2 separate regions of the Anser cygnoides genome follow, and region 2 is linked to region 1. Evidence: chromatin contacts called from public Hi-C data. All regions are on one chromosome and are shown on one strand. Each heading gives the region's core, a stretch centred on a gene start, on an enhancer-like site or on the middle of the called end of the contact. The rest is flanking DNA. Distances are from core to core; before and after follow the strand shown. Region 1 overlaps TMEM132C (transmembrane protein 132C). Region 2 overlaps TMEM132C (transmembrane protein 132C).

Region 1 (4,616 bases), core at 616-3,115:
TACTTACCGCTTACCTGCACTGTCCACTTGCTAAATCAGAACCAGAGGATCTGTGCAATGCAGTCCTTGAGAGAACAGATCTGAGAGCTTTTTCCAGAGGTGCTGACTAACGAAGGCTGGCTGTTTGTTGACAAAACAATGAAGGAGCAGTGTATGAACTCTGCCTTGCCCTATCTACATGTGTATGTAAGTGCATAAAATAGGAGGAGGTGGATGATCTGATTTGGAGCTTTCAGTGCTAGTGAAATATGAATAATAAAACCATAAGCTGGCACAAACCTACCAGGAGCGATGCACTGAAAATACAACTTTTGAGGGGAAACATCTTCTTCACCCGTCACAAACAGCCATACCATAAATTTTCTCCCTTTTCTGGTTTTAGTGCTGTTGTAAAAAGCCCAGGCCGGCTTTAAAAACCTAAAACTTTCTCTTACAATGGCCCAGGCTGAGCTTTGAGACACTGCCACAATTCATTGTCTGGGGAAGAACCCTTGCTGGGAAGGCTGTGATTTATATCAGCCTGCCTGTCATAGGGTGAAAGGAATGCCCAGTTTTTCATTTTGATCAAATGTTAGGTTTGAAAGCCACCCACTGCTGTAAACTCAGTTGGAGTGGCGAGATGAGATGGAGCACATTGCATGCTTTGTTGCTGAGATAGTGTTTTAAGGCTGTCTGAATCTGTTTCCCATTGCTCAGTGCAGGGGGGAAATATGTGGATTTAAAAGAAGGGAAAATTAAACTGAACGCTTTTTTCTGTACTCTTAGTGAAATAGCAAATGGGCTGAGGGCAGTTCAAGAGTACACTCACTTCACAGTAGACACTTAGAAGAAGAAAAAATCTTTGTAATTCATTTGGAGCCAGAGTAGATGAACCTGTAGGGAAGATGAGAGTGGAATTTTACAGGGAGACTAGCAGAGATAATCACCTAGCTTCTTCTGAAAGCTGATAGACCTGTCCTTATGCCTAAAACTGGAGGGGGGGTGGGAGGAGGGACGTGACTGTTTTCTTCTGTAATTGGATTTATTTTCTTTCATCGGATTTCTTCCTTTCCCCTCATCCCCTCTTTTTTTTATCTTCTGTTTAGCAGTTATTGCCTGGACTTTCCTTTCTGAAAGGATGAATGCTGATACAGTTTTATTTCTATTAAAAATCAGCAATAATTTCTATCTTTTTCTCTTGATGGTGTTGTCAGCAGCACATAGGACTTTCTCTGGTTTTGAGTTACATTGTAAATTTCCAACTTTGACTAGTCTTGTTAAGGTATAAAAGCATCTGATCTGAGTTTGTGGCTTTGAATTCAAATGACATTCATCTTCTGATCTTTCTTAGGTTAGTGCTCATTTTGGCTGAATTTGCTGACAGTTAACATTTTTACCTCATTAATGGTACTCGTGTTTACGCAGTCCTTCCTAGCACTAAATTAAATCAACACTGACTCTTGTATTAAGAATATATATTAAAAATAAATAAATCTGTGCTGTTGAGTATGGCTGTAGACTATGATCTCGATCTTCAGTTTGTATAATGCCAATGAGCAACTTCTGTGAGTAAAGAAGTTTACTTACTGAGTTCAGAGTTCACTACTATGAATAAGAAAATCTTTCTTACGTACCTCTACTGGTATTAGATTTGTGAATGTAAAATTAGATGCTGTAGGTAATTCCCCCTGTTCCACCACCACAAGCTGTCTGAGTACCCTTGGGCAAGTCACGTCTGCTCAGATACAAGAAGGGATAATAGCCTCAGAGGTTTAAAAATAAACACGTTCAAGATTATAAAACTGTGGTGACAGTGGCAAAAAAAAAAATCTCCAGTGTACTTTAACCAGTATATTTGATCAGTCCTTCAGGTCAGAGCAGATTTAAAGGCCATCTGTGGTGTGACTCCACTGACTTACATAAACCAGGATCAAACTCGATTCATGTATTTGTGTGGTCTGACCCCTTTGAATTCTCTGGTCGAGTTGTGTTAGGAAGGGAGAGAAGCACAAAGGTTCACTTGGACTTTTGTGTGTCTAAATAAAACAAAATCCTGTCAACAGCTGACTACAGGACTCTTGTTGTGCAATTTTTATCACAGTTTCAGGAACAGAAGTAGCAAGCTGAAATGTGCCTTTCAAATTACAAATACACAACACCTCTGAATGTTTTCATTAGGGCAGTTACTGTGGGAATTATGAAGTAAATGATTTTTCCCATGAAATAATATACTATTTTTTAATGATAAAGCTGATGAGCTAGAAACTTAGTTATTACTTCATGAATGCCTTTTAAAAACCTTATTTTAAATCTTTATCTAAAATTATACCTGTGTTTATTACATGTTTTCATGTTTCCAGGCATATGGAGAAGAGTTATACTATGGTCACAAAATTCTGTTCCCAGCTGGGAGTGACCAAAAGGACAGACTGATTACAATACCTAGGTCTGGTCTGTAAAGCTGGTTTGCAAATGTAGAAAAAAAAATGATAATAATTCAAGGTCTGTTTCACCAGGACATCAAAGGCTAAGGTTTTTCAACATCATGCTACCACTAATTCCCAGCTGGAATGTGTTAACTGCAGCTATTATTGTTTGAAACGGCAAACATCAGGTAATGTTGCACTGTGGAGCTGGAAACGTTTGTCAGACTTCTTACAGCTCTTGTTCTTGAAATCTGCATCCTCTTTTTTGTCCTAAGTTTCAGCTGAACTCTGAACATCCGAACTTACTACTGATATTCTTGATTAAATAGCTGGTGTAAATTAGGGAGTCCTTTGAATGAATTCAAGTGGTTCCTGGAAGTTTAGGGACCTAGCTATTTCATAAAAAATGCTTTCACCACAGTCCCGTGATGTAGAGAGGTCTGGAAATAGCTGGAGGGCCAGATCTGATCTCTTGTGAGACTGGAATTTGTTTAGGGGAGTTCTTATGTGACATTCCCTCCCACACCTGAGTTTTGTTAGTTATATACATTTTATAGAGCAGAAAAAGAGTGCTTCTGGAAGCTGTCTTAAAAATGTGGGTTCTGAAGAGATTTGGGGCAAAGAGTGTAAATTCCTTTTAAACCCCATTTGTACAAATAATTTACAGAATAAGGATTTTGGACAAGTAAGAGGGGCTGAGGGCTGGAATGTGTGGGCTATGTGGGATTCACGTAGAGCAGCTGAAACAAAATAGTTCATTTCAAACACCTATTGTATGGCTTTCCTCTCTGTTCTCAAGGAGATGATGAAGAAAAAGACAATTTTGCAGCTGATTAATCATTGGGAAACAGTAATCACTAATGGTGTGTTTTGGATCATTATTCAAGGACTTTCAGACAAAAATAAACAGGAGAACTACAACAGTAGCTTTCTCTAATTATTTTTCTGTGCTCAGCCCTATTTCATGTATACAGCAAACCATTTCTCTTCTTCCAATTTATCGTCAATGATCTCTGGGGCATAGATTCAAAACATCCTGCAGAGCTTGTTCTAGAAGCTGACTTGATGAGAGCATATTTACCTTTTTTTTTTTTAAGAGATTATTTATTATGGAATTAGTTCAGACTCTAAAATCGTAGCTTAGATTTTATAGCCTACTTAAATGCATAAATCTGGTTGAAAATATTTTGAGACAAATCTTTCCCAGGTGTAAATTGGCACAGTCTCTCCAGAGCTGAAAAACTGTGGCGACTTGTACGTGCTGAATGTTGGACCCCTTTGATTTGTGTTTTCTCCATGTGTGTAATGCACTGAGAAAAAAGACAACCCTCTTTAATCTGAGGAGAATTTAGACACTAATCAAGTGCTAAAGAGGCACCACGCTGAGGCTGAGAGCTAAAATCCTGAGGATGAAATCAAGTAATTGCTTTATCTTTCTTTTCAGACATCTAGAGATGCTTAGAGGCAAAACTAAAAGAAAATGAATGAATGTAACCAACTGGATTTAGCTGTGGATGGATGTATTAAACTTCCACTGAAAGCAACCAATAAGTGACATTCGCTACAGCTCACAGAGGCTAACACTGGGCAACACCACACCACTATTCTCACATCTTTGACTTGGTATATCCTGTAAGTGCCCAAATTGGTGGAAAATGGGCTTGATTTAGGAATTTTATTTTATTTTTTTTTTTTGCTGAAGGTAGTTCATAATGGATAATCTACCATAGATATTTACATTTGTTCACTAGTCAACTATGTGTCTCTAGGGTCTTTAATTTCTCTGAAATCCCTGCACTTGTCCAAACCCTGAGCAGTGATGGCACTAGAAGTTTGTTTAGTGACTTTCCTCATGAAAATATGCAAGACTAGTGGCTCCCAAAGGAGCAAGTCAAAAAAGTCTAGGAGATAAACCAGGGAAGATGGAGCACTTCTTTAAAATGAGTCATTGAGTCTGCGTAACATCCTGACCATTTTACAGTTACGTTCTGTTGGCAGCCAATTATTTATACTTTGTTACTGATTGAGATATTATTGGTCCTGGATGTTTTTTTCTAGCTCTTCCTGGTGTAGATAGTTTGATAGTTCTACACTCTTCATCTAGATTAGGTACAGAAAATACAAATGTTTTAACAAAGACTGAGTAACCAAGCTGTTTCCAAGAAAGAACTTCAGTGTGTAAAATTGCATGTAGATCAAACTCTTGCACTG
Region 2 (4,616 bases), core at 1,231-3,730, 110 kb after region 1:
ACAGATTTCCTGTATTGCCTTTGTAAATACTGTTTAAGAGCATGGAAAGAAAGGGTACTGCTTGAGGTCCAGGCATTAAAATGAGAGGTCCCATTTCTAACTGCTGCAGATATTTAGTGTGATCTGGAGCAAAACACTCCTTTTTCTCTGCACCTTATTTTTGCATTTATAAATAGAACTTATAAACTTCATTTCCTTATTTATTTGTTTGTTTGTTTATTTTTTTATTTTTTCCTTCTTCGATGTGGACCGCAAGGCCTCCTAGTATGTGAAGCAATCCTTTACTAATATACCACTTAGCACAATGGTGTGCCAGTATTCACTGGGATACTGTAAAAGGAAAGAAAGCAGAATAGTTTCAAAGAGTTTAAGCCATAATTCATTCCTGCTTTGAAGTACTTCAGAGGCATTTAAAGCTTCTGCTGACTCTCTGCATATGGATGATTTCACCCAAGATGGATATTTCTTTGAGTCTGAGAAAGTGGACAGGATCTATTGTTTGTGAGTTCACAGGATGATCAGGCAAGCGTGAATGAAGGTAATTTGTTTTGTTTGTTCGATCGTACACTTAATAACACATGAGTCCTGTTATGACCTTTTACAGGACTTTGTTTTGGCATAAATGTCAAGAAATGCAACTGGGAATGAAAATGTTGATAAATGTATTTCCAGGATTTAAGTTGTAGTTTCGACTTACTAGACAACAGATATTTATGCAGCCTTAATTTTTGAAACATTTCTCATCACTCAGTCCTTCATAAATACTTTTTAGAATGTTTCTAAATACACAACATTTTTCCTTTGCAAGGCTTCACACTATGAAAAGCATTGTTCAGGAAGGGAAATCACTGCCTTTTTAACAAATTGATATTTCAGAATTCACTGCAGTCTTTTTTTATAGCTTCTTCACCGAAAAAAGTTCAACTCATATGTGCCAATGTCTTCAAGGAGCTCCTGTTTTTCTTCTATTGAATCATTTCTCTTAACAGGCTTAATAGAAGGACAGGCAAGACAAATGACTGGTGTGAGATCATACAGTTAGTCCATGACCCCAGAAAGGGCTTTGACACAGACTCTTAACACTCGACCACGTGATGCTAACATAAGCCAACAGCATACAGCTAACAGAGATGCTTGCTGTTTAACCCAGAACCAGTTACCAGAGCTTTGAAGCAGGGAGAGAGGAGGGGACAGCAATTGAGCAAGGAGAATTTATCTGTAAAGAGACCATCTGATCTGAATTCCCCTGCATGTAAAGGGCCAAAGTTGTGCAGTTAATATCACAGGAGTTTGATGGCAGATGTTGGCTAGCCAAGCGTAACATAAATCTAATGTATAGGTTAAGAACTGGGTAGGGGGAAGGGAAGTAGATGTCATTTGTTTGACAAATTCAGCCTGACCAACAGGCTTTCTGCATCTCTATTACTTCCCACTCTACACACACACACACACACAGCATTTCATTCACAACTTCTATCTTCTCACTTTGGCTTGTCAAAGATACATTTGTACTTGCCAGTAAATTGCATCAATAATTCCAGAAACATTTTTTTTCTTCTGCTGGCATAAGAAGAACATGGAAGTAGTGTGTGTTAATTTGATACAGCCAGATAAGATATTCTGTTTTTTTTCCTCTTCACTTTTCTCTGTCCATTTTACCCAGACATTCTCCTTTTGTGAACCAAACCATCAGCAAGAGGAATCGAATCAAAATCCACTGATGTCAGGAAATAATGTCAGTTTGCACTACATGACATCTACTGAGGATGAAGAGATGACCTCTGATAGCCCAGAGCACCTCTTACTTGCCAGTATTGCCTTAGGCACAATTTTGTCTTTATTTTTGAATATTTGAAGCTCGGTATTTCTGTAATTCCCTTTCTCTATATTCAAAATGCTCCATCTGCTTTGGGAAACCCTTTCAATTAGTCATAAAGGCCAAATCTCTTTATAGAAGTAACTGGGTAGCACAGACAGCCTATCTGTGAAATTAAGAGCTATCTTCCCAACAAAATGCAGTTCTGGGAAGAGTTGGCAATGCTGCTGGAAGTTCTTAAGAAAATATTTGTCCATTTTCAAAGATCATTTATGTTGAATGGTGTGTAGATATGAGGATGTCTAGAATGTGTAAGAGACTCAGGCCATCCCATGTGGAATATGCTAACCTCTTTGTTCTAGTACAAACCATATATTTGGCAACAGTAAAATATTTGCAGCAATTTGTGTCCCGCATTTGACAGCTCTGTGTGCACCCTATTGGCTTAGCACTGCTCCCTCACCAGAGTAACAGAGTTGAACACCCCTGGAAATTCCATTCTGTGTGTCAGATTACTCTACAAAGATCGTCTCTGCATTAGCCAGAATTTAAAATCTCTATAACAAAAAGGTTTTATTTAGTGATTTTAGCATGGTCCAACAACACTGGTGTTTCTATTGTGATCTTGAGGCACAATATTGAGCACGGTACTTTAGGTGGCCTTGAGGAAGCTACAACTATTCCATTATTTTGTGACCAAAAACATTTGGACATCAACATTTTTACTTTCCATGGCCAGACATAAACAATCACTCAGCCATCCACATTCCTGAAACCTGGTTGTTGAAATAATCTTGGCACAAGGAAAGGGATTTGTTGGGTTTGTTGTCCAGTGCTTTGCAGCCTGACGTTGAGCACTCTGCCAAGTGACACAAGAGCATGTGTCTTGTCACAGATGAAAGTACAGACAAAGTTGTGGAACAGGAGAAAATCATACTATGATCCCAATTCGTAGGATTAGGAGGAGGAGGAGAAGGACAACAAAAGGAAAACCCATCTCATATGTAGTGCAGCCAGGTCAGCTCTGGGAGCAGAGCATTACAGTTGGTGGAATATTCAGTAGCAGCCTATAAGCAGCTCTCTGCTGGTGGAAAAGGTCATCTCTTGTTTTGCCTTGGGCATCAGAAAATACTTTGAACTTGCTCTGGCTTCTCCAAGTTGACACTGCTGCTGGAGAGTGCGCCTGAAGGTACAAGAGAGGTGACAATGAAACAGCGGCCCTATTCCCATCAAAATCAAAAGCAGAAAGCCGATCGACTTGAGTGAAAGTAAGGTCAGGACAAAAGTGTCACATGTAACATATTTTAGTGTTGTCATCATACTGATTTTCAGACACAGGAGAATGGTTAGCAGTATTCGCTGCACAGCTCCAAGAGTTTTGAGAGATGTTGACACAAATTTTAAAAGATGGATCATTTCCTGCACACTATGGTTTCTGTACTTAAAGAAAAAGTGCCGCATGCTGAGGGGAATAATAATGTGTCCATGATTCACTCCTTTTATAATCTTGTTCTGAAGGGGATGCATCTGACAGATTGCTACCACAGGAAAATCAAACTAGATTAAGGATGTGTAGCTGGGAAGAGGCCGGAAGGTGCAAACTCCTTTATATTTATGCTGGTAATTTCCAAGACCACCCCATCATGCTGGCTGTCATCCTTCCACATTTTTAACCTTTTCAGTGTTGCTCCTGCGAACCTATTTTATAGAATAAGAATCTATGCCAGTCTTGAATTTTCCTTGCATACAGCTGTGAGTGCATTTGCCCATTGGCAGTTCGGATTAGAGCATGGCACACACTGTACTGACAAAATTCGAGTGGTTGTCTGTAATAATGACCTCTTATCTGACATTCCCATAGCTGTGGAGCCAGTTCTGCTGGTGTTCTCATACGGGAGCAATTATCAAGTATAAGAAGGTTTCCACAGCATGTAGACAAAGGTGTAAATGCAGTTCAATCACCCCAATTTAACAGCATGCACGAGATGTACGACTGTGGCTCAGCTGAGAAGTGGGACTTTGGTAATCTGCAGTAACAAGGCTCTTTTGAATCCCATATGCATGTACTGTGTGTAGAGTAGCACTTTCACTGTTGGCTTGGTATTACTTCAGAGCCTTGGAAAGCTGGACTTTCATCAGTCCAATTCCACCTCTCTGATCAAGTGAAGTGTCAAAAGTCAGCAAAGGGCTGGAGGGGTGACTAATACTGCCGCAGATTTCAATAACAAAGGGAGGGCTTGGTCTTTAGAAGCTTTTTTTCTTCCTCTTGACAGTGTCCCCTAAAAGTTGTTCATATAATTACGCAGAAACCTATTTTGATTTACCTAGTGTAGAAAGGTGTAGAAAAAGAAGGTATAAAAAGGCAATAATCATTGCTTGGAAAACACTCACAGTAGATTTAAAAATCTTTGCTCTGGGCTGTGAGACAAATATGTAACTATATGGTGCATAGAGACATTCTGTGCTAGACTCTTGTTTATTACTTTCTGTAATAAAAAACTCACTGTTGTTTAAAGAGTAGTCTGATATCATGTAGCATATGGTTCCCCCAAGCACTCCTACACCCTTCCTAAGGGTCAAGTTAAGATGAAAACTTGTTCATTGCAGTGGCAAGTCACATTTATAAAGCGTGGCTTCTCTCAAAAGCCTCATCCAAATCCACTATAGTAAGGAAGTGGTTGTTTTTGTTGTTTTTGTTGTTTTGTTTTTGTTTTCTTTGAATCAGGGCCTGATTTAGCAAATTTGAAACTGAGACTTCCCAATAAATTGGACATAGCTGTTTTCTAATTGAGGTGCTGTA

Evidence for each region. A called contact is a pair of places that touch in the nucleus more often than the background predicts.
Region 2: a contact with region 1 is called in a Hi-C map of liver, with 4 times the contacts expected there. The contact joins two enhancer-like sites. A contact is called at or near these places in 2 of 7 Hi-C or Micro-C datasets (both in liver).

What each region holds. Positions count from the first base shown.
Region 1 is chr17:4,992,731-4,997,346 of Taihu_goose_T2T_genome, forward strand. All of the region lies in intron 1 of TMEM132C (transmembrane protein 132C), which reads left to right. Among named protein-coding and RNA genes, the nearest start is that of TMEM132C, 35 kb to the left of the region's middle. Within about 2 kb of position 1,866, at least 2 of the 3 cell types and tissues checked have open chromatin away from gene starts, as enhancers often do. A contact at or near this core is called in liver, where this site is marked.
Region 2 is chr17:5,100,476-5,105,091 of Taihu_goose_T2T_genome, forward strand. All of the region lies in intron 3 of TMEM132C (transmembrane protein 132C), which reads left to right. Among named protein-coding and RNA genes, the nearest start is that of SLC15A4, 130 kb to the right of the region's middle. Within about 2 kb of position 2,481, at least 2 of the 3 cell types and tissues checked have open chromatin away from gene starts, as enhancers often do. A contact at or near this core is called in liver, where this site is marked.